Regions from separate parts of the Sus scrofa genome. Here all the other regions are linked to region 3. Evidence: chromatin contacts called from public HiChIP or PLAC-seq data. All regions are on one chromosome and are shown on one strand. Each heading gives the region's core, a stretch centred on a gene start, on an enhancer-like site or on the middle of the called end of the contact. The rest is flanking DNA. Distances are from core to core; before and after follow the strand shown.

Region 1 (3,119 bases), core at 421-2,920, 920 kb after region 3:
GACCTTATTGCCATGAGACTTAGGACCAACACCTCCACCTGCTGGACAATGTCAGTCTGCAATTCTCCAGGCTTAAATCCCATAACGTGCCCAGCAAGACAGAGAGCACGCAGGGTAGTGAGGGCTTGGGACTTGGGAATAAATGGCAAAAGAAAAGGACACTTTATGCAATTTTTAAATTGTGATGTAGAAGTTTTTAAAGTTCAAATAGGAAGTTTTCTTCAGGCATGACTTGAAGAAGATACAGTCACAGCCATATGGACTTTAGCTACGCAAAAATGTGGAATTTACATTATGGGATTATGCAGCTATTATGAGTGGGAGCCAACAGGCCACTGGTTCAACTAGTCTTTTCCTGTAATATGAATATAAAATCAACCCTTTTGTTTGCCTTAAAATTAAGACTTACATACATTAACCCAGTACTTAATACCATATTATGTAATCTGCAATAAATGGGGAAAGCACCATAAAATGGGACATACTGATAATGAATAGTAAATCTCTTGGACAGATGAAATATTTTGACAACCACAGCAGCCTGGTAGACAGCCCCTTGTGTGGAAATAACCATTAATTTCTGGAACTTCCTGGAGGATTCTGAATCAATACTTTGAAATTGAGCTAATGGTATAAAAAGAGCATCAAATTCACAATAATAGACAAAGAAAGGTCTCCTAAAGGAAGGTAAAGGTGCTGCACGGGCTCACGGCAATGTGAGCCCACGGTCCCCACCTCCTTGATGGGGCATTCCTGAGAAAGACGCTCTTGGAGCTCCTTCTGCAGCTCCTTCCTGGTGCCCAGGGACTGCTGGACTCTGAGGAAGTCAGAAAGCTCCTTCAGACCTGCGTCAGTGAAGTATTTAGCAAAATGATCCACACTCTGCCTGTTAACTGGAAAGAGTTCCTGAGAGAGAAAAGAGATACTGTTATACAACAAGCTATTCAAATTCCAGCAAGCATAAAGAACAAAATTTTCATATTAAAGTAGCACTTAGAATATCGCCTATTTGGAAAAAAAAGGATTGGTTTTTCAAAAGAATAAATCTTGGGCTTACATTTTTAGCATTTGCTAAGCACCTTCCAAAATTAGGCAATCTGACAAAGAAAGAGAATAGAAAATGCTAAGCAACTTACATAAACTACTTTCCCTCATTTGGAAACTGTTATTCCCCTTTTTTTTTTAACTTTAATCAAAGTATTAGCATGTATAAATACAGAGCTAAACTTGCTAAATTAAATACAAATAGCATGATAACTCTGAATAACATATGGATTGTTTTAAACTCACAGGAAAAAAACCATTAATCACTGTTTCCTTAATTATGAGTTAACAGACAAAGGCTAGTTTTTGTAATGTTGAAATGATTCAAGATATTAGAAAACAACACTGACTATTATCATCTCAAGGACCTCTATTCACATTCTAAGAAAATGCTATTATTCTAAAAAACTAGCTCAAGAGCTAAAGAGAATTTTTGTTATATCTGTTAATGATGGTGGCTCTAAATTATGTTCATGGCCAGATCTAATGTAAACCTGCCCTATCAACTCTTCAATTCATTACATAATTCTGCTGGAAATTTTTAAAAAGAGCAATACACTATAGCTGCTGTCATATTTTTCCCTCATTTCCATTTCACCTTACACAGTTTGGCAGAGTCTTAGTAACAACACTTAGTCATGTTCTAATTCTGTGTGACTCCAACACCCAACTAAGAAAGTAAGGCAGTTTTCAAGCTCTTACATTTTTCAGACTGCTGCAGAGTCTACAAAATAGATCCAAACTTTTATGATGGTTAGATTTGAGTGTGCATGTGTGTGGTCAATGGCTATGTGGCTTCAATAAAAATCTCAGCAGAAAAAACTGTCATGAGTTTGCCACCAGGTATAGTAACAGATCCAGATGGCTTCTATGTCATGACTCAAATTTCAATAGTCTCTATATCATCATCCATAATTTGCCTTGATGAGTCATGAGTTTCAAAATGTCAGAGCAGAGCTGGTGGGAGCAGCTATCAAACACGCATTTGTGTTAAAGCAAACATTTCAAACCTGAGTGAAATGTTGTCACCAATATCTGTTCTAGCTTTGAAGAGGTCCTCCAAATTTGAGGGGCAGGGAACTAATTCAATATTGGATTTCTTCTGTGAACCAAGATGTGGTGGGCAGATTACTCATACTTGTGTAATATATTAATTTTCATAGAAAAATAAACTGTCTTAACAAGGTTAAGCAGCTTGACCCATATTACGCAGCAGGAAATATTTAAGGACATAGCTATGCAATCCCCAAAGGCAATAATTACTCTGCTACTCATGTCAGCATTCAATATTCAACTTAGGAAGAATGTGACTACAAAGTCTGATCAAAGATTATGTTTAGAGTAATATGTCAAACATGTTATTGGTGGTTTATTTATGAATGATATCTAAAGTCCTTATGAATGATACATAATATAGTGAAAATTACTATTGAGGTTAAACTGAGGCAAAATCAGTGTAAATCAGATTATGACATTTACAAACTTGGAACGTGGTCTGCATTTGTTAGAAAAATCCTACCCAGGTACAAAACTTCTATCACCTTATCCCTAAGTTACAGTCTCTCTGCTTCTGCCCTTTGTTCCTGAATCTACTCCCAATGCAACAGGCAGTGATTCTGTCAAAACCCCAAATCACACTATGCACATGCTGCAGAGAAGTCTCCCCAAATTTCCTATCTTACTCAGAATAAAGGCTAAAGTTCCTGGATGATATAGGACCCACTATGAGTCTTAGCTGATCGTCTACACTTTTGCTCTTGCCAGGTACCCTCTCTCTTGCTGACCTGACACATCAAGCCTCAAAGCCTCTGCATTTGCTGTTGCCTTTATCTGGCATCCTCTTGCTGGAGCTCCCCAGATAGCTCACTCCCTGACACAAATGTCACCTTATCAGAGAGGACTTCCCATAGTGCAATGGATGCACCTCGGTGCTTCCTACTAAGTGTTTTCCTCGGAGCACTTTTCACTTTTTCTTACACCATGTATTTAATTGTTTATTTCACTTCCTGCCTGTCCTGCAATAGAATGTAAGGTCCATAAAGGCAAGGGTCTGTTGTTTGATTTCTTTAGTATCT
Region 2 (3,110 bases), core at 215-2,714, 740 kb after region 3:
GTTGTGGCTCAGTGGCTAACGAATCCGACTAGCAACCATGTTGCTCAGTGGGTTAAGTATCCGGCATTGCTGTGAGCTGTGGTGTAGGTCAAAGATGTGGCTTGGATCCCGCATTGCTGTGGCTCTGGCGTAGGCTGGTGGCTACAGCTCCAATTAGACCCCTAGCCTGGGAACCTCCATATGCCACGGGAGTGGCCCAAGAAAATGGCAAAAAGACAAAAAAAAAAAAGAAGGAAAAGAAACTCAAAGAAGGTATTTGAAATAATTTTTCATTAAGATTAAAATTCATTATAAGATTAAAAATATTATCCTCCATGAAATAAATTTTCTCAAATTTAGCAGATAAGCAACTACAGGAGAATTTTCTTAATTTACAGTATCATCTACAGAAAATTATCAGTTGAAGGTGATGACAATTCCAAATATATTAACCATAAGAACAACTTTGAAGATAACTGCAGGTTAATTTTATGGAAAAAAATAAATAGAAGATCACATTAAGATCAAATAAATAAATAAAGACCAATGGTATCAGAAATATCTTCAGAAAAACACCAGCCACCTGGTATAGGAGGCAAGTTTAGCAAAGAAACTGATTAACATTAATACACACAAAGAATAATTTTTTAAAATTTGCTATGATGTGGACTTCGTATTGTGGCTCAGCAGTTAATGAATATGACTAGCACCCATGAGGATGCAGGTTCAATACCCGGCCTCACTCAGTGGGCTAAGGATCTGGCGTTGCGTGAGCTGTGGTGTAGGTCGTAGAAAAGCGCTCAGAACCTGCACTGCTGTAGCTGTGGTGTAGGCCAGCAGCTACAGCTCTGATTTGACCCCTAGCCTGGGAACCTCCATATGCCATGGGTGTGGCCCTAAAAATCAATAATAATAATTTGCTATGATGTATATGAATATATTTTGAAGATTTTTACTTTTGAGAATAATTTTAATAGAGTATTTGTAATCTATTGTGCAATAAAACCAATTCTGGTTCACAAATATGTATTTCAAAAATTATTTAAAACTATATAATTCCAATGGCTTTCAGGACCTCCTTTTACTCTCAGACTTGTCCTGGTTTAAAGGACATAGTACATGGTCACGCTAATGGGAAAGAACCAACAACACTGATCAGCTCAGATGTAATTTCACTTCCCCTTTAGTACTTCACTTTCTGTTTCTCATCCTCACCCACTATTGAAATAGATGATACGCAAGAAGTTGAGCAAAGATGTCCTAATATTCTGAGATTTTTCTATAATCCACTACAAGTCAAGAACAAGGCGAAAGCTTTTCCACTCTAAGAGGAAAACTTAAGGATCAATGCCCAACTGTTTCTTTGCTTTGTAAGTGCTGAATTTAAAATTAAAATTTTAAGTTCCTTGGGAGTTTCTGTCGTGGAGCAGTGGAAACAAATCTGACTAGGAACCATGAGGTTGAGAGTTTGACCTCTTACCTTGCTCAGTGGGTTAAGGATCCAGCGTTGCCATGAGCTGTGATGTAGGTCATCACAGCTTGGATCTGGCGTTGCTGTGGCTGTAGTGTAGGCTGGCAGCTATAGCTCCGATTCTACCCCTAGCCTGGGAACCTCCATATGCTGTGGGTATGGCCCTAAAAAGAAAATAAATAAATAAATAAATAAGTAAATAAAATGAAAAATAAAATAAAATAAATTGTAAGTTCCTTAAACTGCAGAGGGAAGGATTCTATTTCAATGTTATATTCCAACAGGTTCCCTCTGAGAACCCTACAGATGGGAGAAAGCACAATTGGACAAACACACAAATCAGTACTATAGAAAAAGGAGAATACAACCTGGCTACATGGGGGCTCCCTCAGAATCACAAGGAAGATTCAATGGGAAAACCATAAATTTACGATATCAAAGGAAAAAAATTACCATATAAATTTACTATATAAATTACTATATAAATTTACTATATATATATATATATATCCATTTTTAAAGAACAATCGAGTTTTCGGAGAACAGTGAACAATGGCAACCTTCTTCACATAACAAATTAACGAGCACTATGTTTAAACTACGAAAACTACTCTGTCTTTTAGGTCAGAAGCAAGATAGTCACCACCTCAGCTCTTTAGTAGTGCTTTTTAAATATACCGAGTATTTAGACAAAAAAAGAGAAAGAGAGAGAAGGGAGGAAGGAAGGAAAAAAATGTGTTGAACAATCCCCTAGATTTGAGATCAGCCAACTTCTTCTGTAAAAGGCCAAAGAGTAAATTTTTTTTTTTCTTGTCTTTTTAGGGCCACACCCATGGCATATGGAGGTTCCCAGGCTAGCGGTCTAATAGGAGTTGTTGCTACCAACCTACACCGCAGCAACACCAGATCTGAGCCTCATCTGCTGCCTACACCACAGCTCACAGCAATACTGGATCCTTAACCCACTGAGCAAGGCCAGGAATCGAACCCTTGATCTCATGGTTCCTAGTCAGATTTGTTTCCACTGCGCCATGATGGGAACTCCCAAAGAGTAAATATTTTGAATATGGTCCCTGTCTCAGTACTCCACTTGGCTATTAGAATCCAAAAGTAACCATAGATGGTATATAAGGAAAAGGACATGGTTGGGCTCCACCCAGTAATTTCTATCTATGTACACTGACATTTGAATTTCATACAATTTTCATATGCCACAAAATATAACTCTTTTGATTTTTTTTTCCCAACCAATTCAGAATGTAAAAATCATTTTTATCGCTTGGGTTATACAAAAACAGGTGGGCCAGACTTGGTGACCCTGCCATAGGTTACTTTAACAATAATTAAGTCCGAAAATAGAACTTGGAGTGGTGTGTGTTTGGGTGTGTGTGTGAATGAAGGTGAGTGTGTGAGAATGTGAGTGTGAGTGTGTTTGTGTGTGCGTTCGAGGTGGGGTGAGCAGAGAAAGGCAATACTGGTGAAGAGGAAGAGAATTTTCCTTTTTTTTTTTTTGACACTACTCCACACTTTAAAAATATTCTATCATAATCATGGATTAATTATAAAATTTAAAAAACTAATTATTAAATAAATATAATCATATCTAATTGCCTTTTTTCCTGTTCTTTTTTTTTTTTTTTTTTTTTTTGCATGGTAAGGT
Region 3 (3,483 bases), core at 590-3,089:
AAGGCCCAGTTTCCTTGGCCTAATAAGTCCCAGCTGTTCTCAGCCCAGGGGCCCATCTACCTCCTACCTCAATGAGGGTGACAAAACTATATTGTTGTCTCACCAGTCAATGCACAAAATGGAGACATCAGCTTGGTAATTGCATTTAGCAGAGAAAAACTAAAAAAGCCAAAGATAACTCTCTGTTGAGATTTTAGTTTCACTATTTCATAATGTATAATAGAGAACACTTTGTATACATTTATAAGAAAAGGTATCTTATGGATAACCAGATTGCTGTGAATTTCATTTAGCATTCTACAGATAACTGCATGTAAGGGCATTCTGTAAGCTTCCTTCTAAAGATATTACTGAGATGACATATGGCCTGGTGTGTTTGCATCCTTGCTTCTCAGAGTGTTAGGCATTAGTGTTTACTGTCTAAGGTCAGGTAGAGGATTTTAATGGGTTGGATTTTGACCAAAATTTATGTTTGGAGTCTTATCCCTAGGAACTCAACATGTCACTTTTCTTTTTTTTGGAGATAGCATCTTTATAGAGGTAACCAAGCAAAAGTGAGGTCATTAAGGTAGGCTCTCATCCAGCATGCCTGTTGTCCTGGTAAGAAGGGGAAACTTGGACAAAGGGATACACATAGAGGGAAGATGATATGAAGAGACAAGGAGAAGATGGCCATTACAAACCAGGTGGAGAGACCTGAAATGGAGCCTTCCCTCACAGCCCTCAGAAGGAACCAGCCCTGCCAACAACTTCATCTCAGACTTTAGCCTCAAAAACTGGGAGACAATAAATTTCTGTTTTAGGCTGCCCATTTTCTGGTGCTTTGTATTAGGAAACTAATACAAGCATTTATTCAGGAGTATGCATTATAAACTGACTTAGGAGGAGGAAGAACCATGTAAGGAACAGTAAGGTGCCAGGAAAGTTCGTGGACACTGTTAGCTTGGGAGATAGGGTGGCAATGGGTTCTTGTTTTTATCCTGTTTGTGGGTGGAACAGGGCAGGGCATCAGGCCTAGCCTCAGGTTCACTAAGACCTTACTAATTTTTGCTCATCTGATTGGGAAGGATTTAGAAGAAGTAGAATAAGACTTGAATTTTCTGTGTGAGTTGTGAGGGGATATGATGGCTTCAAAAGAGATTACTTGGAGTGCATAGAGGGTTTGGAAGAAAAACACGTAAATACTCTAAATTTGGCCATTGGCATTTAAGAAACTTAACATCGTGTTGCGGAAGGGTTATTTTATACTCCGCTGATCTGAAGGATTCTGAGACGTATGGAACGTGTATAAATCTTACTTTAATTAAATGCTTAGGAACGTCTAAAGGTCTACTCTATTTCTTTGCTCCTTTGTCTCTCGTTCTCTCTGAATTATGGGGGTGACAGTGCAGATTTTTTTGATCCCTGACTCATCCTTTTACCTACTTGCTCTGGTGTTTATATGAAAATATTTCCTGCAGTTGAAAGGGTAACTGTTCTAATGTTCAAGACGAAGAAGGAGGTCCAAATGTTAGCTCTCAAACAGTGAGACCTTATTAAGAGTGGAAGTAAAAAGCCCCCAGACACTCATTGAGGGAGCACAGGAGGGGCCCCAGGCCTGTCAACAATCAGTTACAACTGAGGCCCTTCCCACTCCTCTGGCCAGGGTCTAATTTAAATCTCAGTTGGCTGGAACTTCTTGATTTGATTACACCAGTTCCCAGGCTGTGAGGAGTTAAGCCAAAAAGGTTTTCATTAATTTGCCTTCTCCCTAAAGATTTGAGACTTGCTGTTTCAAAGAAAGCGAGATACCACAATGAGCCAACTATTTGGTGAGAAGTTTCTCCTCTGGGAGAAAGGCGTTTGCTCAGATTCCAGCCTTTCAAATGTCAAATGTTACTCATCCCTGCTTTGGCTCTTGCAAGCCTGTGTAGTTCCTTCTTTTTTCTTTTAATTGGAGTATGTTTTCTTCTACTAGTAGCTCAGGGAACTTTTACTTGCTGTTGGAAATCTAACCCTGGTACACGAAAAGTATGACTAATCCTACTTACTGGAATTTCAGTGTTTTCATCAAGGCCGCAGTTTCCATTTCCAATTTTACATAATAAGGGAAACACACCAACTGGCAAACACTCTTTTTGTCGGTTGGTGTACATCAAAATATCTCCTGTGTTATAATTGAAAGGAAAGTTTCATAATGGAGATTTTTTTTTTTTTTTGCAATTGAAGGAAAACTGTCTGCAAGTATATTTAAAGAAAGGGTAGCTCATGAGATGAGTACCCAGTTAAGATGTTTACTCAATGAAGTAGTTAAACTTTTCAGCTGCTTTTTAATTGTCTGTACAGCAGGATATTAGGTTATTTTTAGGCAGAAAGAGTGGTATATACACTGAGTCATGGCCAGTGGAAGGATTTTAGAACAACATACAAATGCTCATGCCATTAAAATGACTTAGTTAAGCCATCATTGTGATGGCCATTGGAAAGATGAAAGAATATCAGCTAACGCAAACCAAATTTTTGTCTTCATCGAAGCCATCATTTATTACTTCGTTATGGATATCTGGAATGCCATTGGAAAGATCTCCTATCAGGAAGGTCTAGTGGAAATGGCTTAAGATTTACCAGGCAGCTCCTTTAAGGCAAAATCTGACTAAAGGGAATAGAGAAAGACCTTGGAATGGCCTGAGATTTTCAAATCTTTCTTCTCTAAAGAATCACCTGGAGTTATTGAAAATATAGATTCTCCAGATCCCATTCTGCAAATTTCTGGTTAAGTGGGCCAATGTGTATATACATTTCTTGGCAGATTACTCTAGGCACAGTTAGGATAGGGAACCTCTGCCAGTTTGGGTAACTGCAGCAATGAAGTAATGATGGCTTAACTAAGTCATTTTAATGGCATGAGCATTTCTATGTTGTTCTAAAATCTTTCCATTGGCCATGACTCAGTGTATATACCATTCCTTCTGCCTAAAAATAACCTAATATCCTGCTGTGCAATCACCTGTGTAGGGTCTGATGAATTTTTTTTTTTTTCTTTTTAGGGCTGTACCCACAGCCTGTGTTCCCAGGCTAGGGGTTGAATCAGAGCTACAGCTGCTGGCCTACACCACAGCCAAAGTAGCATAGGATCCAAGCCGAATCTACGACCTACACTGCAGCTCACGGCAACGGTGGATCCCCAACTCACTGAGCAAGGCCAGGGATTAAACCTTCATCCTCATGGATACTAGTCAGATTTGATTCCACAGAGCCACATTGGGAACTCTCAGGCTGGTGAATTTAATAAGGCAAAACTTTTTGCCTTTTTTTTGAATCAGTAGATGAACCCCAATCGCCTGTTTTTCCTATCACTTCTTTGAATCATTGTGGAGTCATTTGTATGTCAATTGATAAGCAGTCAACTGGAATCTTCCTTGGAAAAACAATGTGCTAGACCTGGGTGGGTATCAGAAATATGTGCAGAGTTACTGGAAACTATTTTCTTTGGACCGTCTGAAT

What was found. HiChIP or PLAC-seq counts read pairs in DNA pulled down with a chosen protein or histone mark.
Region 1: an H3K27ac HiChIP or PLAC-seq map of alveolar macrophages shows a contact between it and region 3. The contact joins two enhancer-like sites. A contact is called at or near these places in 2 of 47 Hi-C or Micro-C datasets (embryonic fibroblasts and subcutaneous adipose tissue) and 1 of 2 datasets of contacts at active chromatin or transcription factors (alveolar macrophages).
Region 2: an H3K27ac HiChIP or PLAC-seq map of alveolar macrophages shows a contact between it and region 3. The contact joins two enhancer-like sites. A contact is called at or near these places in 1 of 47 Hi-C or Micro-C datasets (embryonic fibroblasts) and 1 of 2 datasets of contacts at active chromatin or transcription factors (alveolar macrophages).

What each region holds. Positions count from the first base shown.
Region 1 is chr9:85,933,287-85,936,405 of Sscrofa11.1, reverse strand. BZW2 (basic leucine zipper and W2 domains 2) reads right to left here. Exons shown (of 12, transcript NM_001245007.1): 8 at 736-906. Among named protein-coding and RNA genes, the nearest start is that of BZW2, 47 kb to the right of the region's middle. Within about 2 kb of position 1,670, at least 6 of the 83 cell types and tissues checked have an H3K27ac peak or open chromatin away from gene starts, as enhancers often do. A contact at or near this core is called in alveolar macrophages, where this site is marked.
Region 2 is chr9:86,116,630-86,119,739 of Sscrofa11.1, reverse strand. The region is part of intron 1 of LOC102158500 (anterior gradient protein 3); the gene reads left to right. Among named protein-coding and RNA genes, the nearest start is that of AGR2, 64 kb to the right of the region's middle. Within about 2 kb of position 1,464, at least 4 of the 83 cell types and tissues checked have an H3K27ac peak or open chromatin away from gene starts, as enhancers often do. A contact at or near this core is called in alveolar macrophages, where this site is marked.
Region 3 is chr9:86,852,532-86,856,014 of Sscrofa11.1, reverse strand. The region is part of intron 1 of LOC110255481 (a long non-coding RNA gene); the gene reads left to right. Among named protein-coding and RNA genes, the nearest start is that of SNX13, 230 kb to the left of the region's middle. Within about 2 kb of position 1,839, at least 9 of the 83 cell types and tissues checked have an H3K27ac peak or open chromatin away from gene starts, as enhancers often do. A contact at or near this core is called in alveolar macrophages, where this site is marked.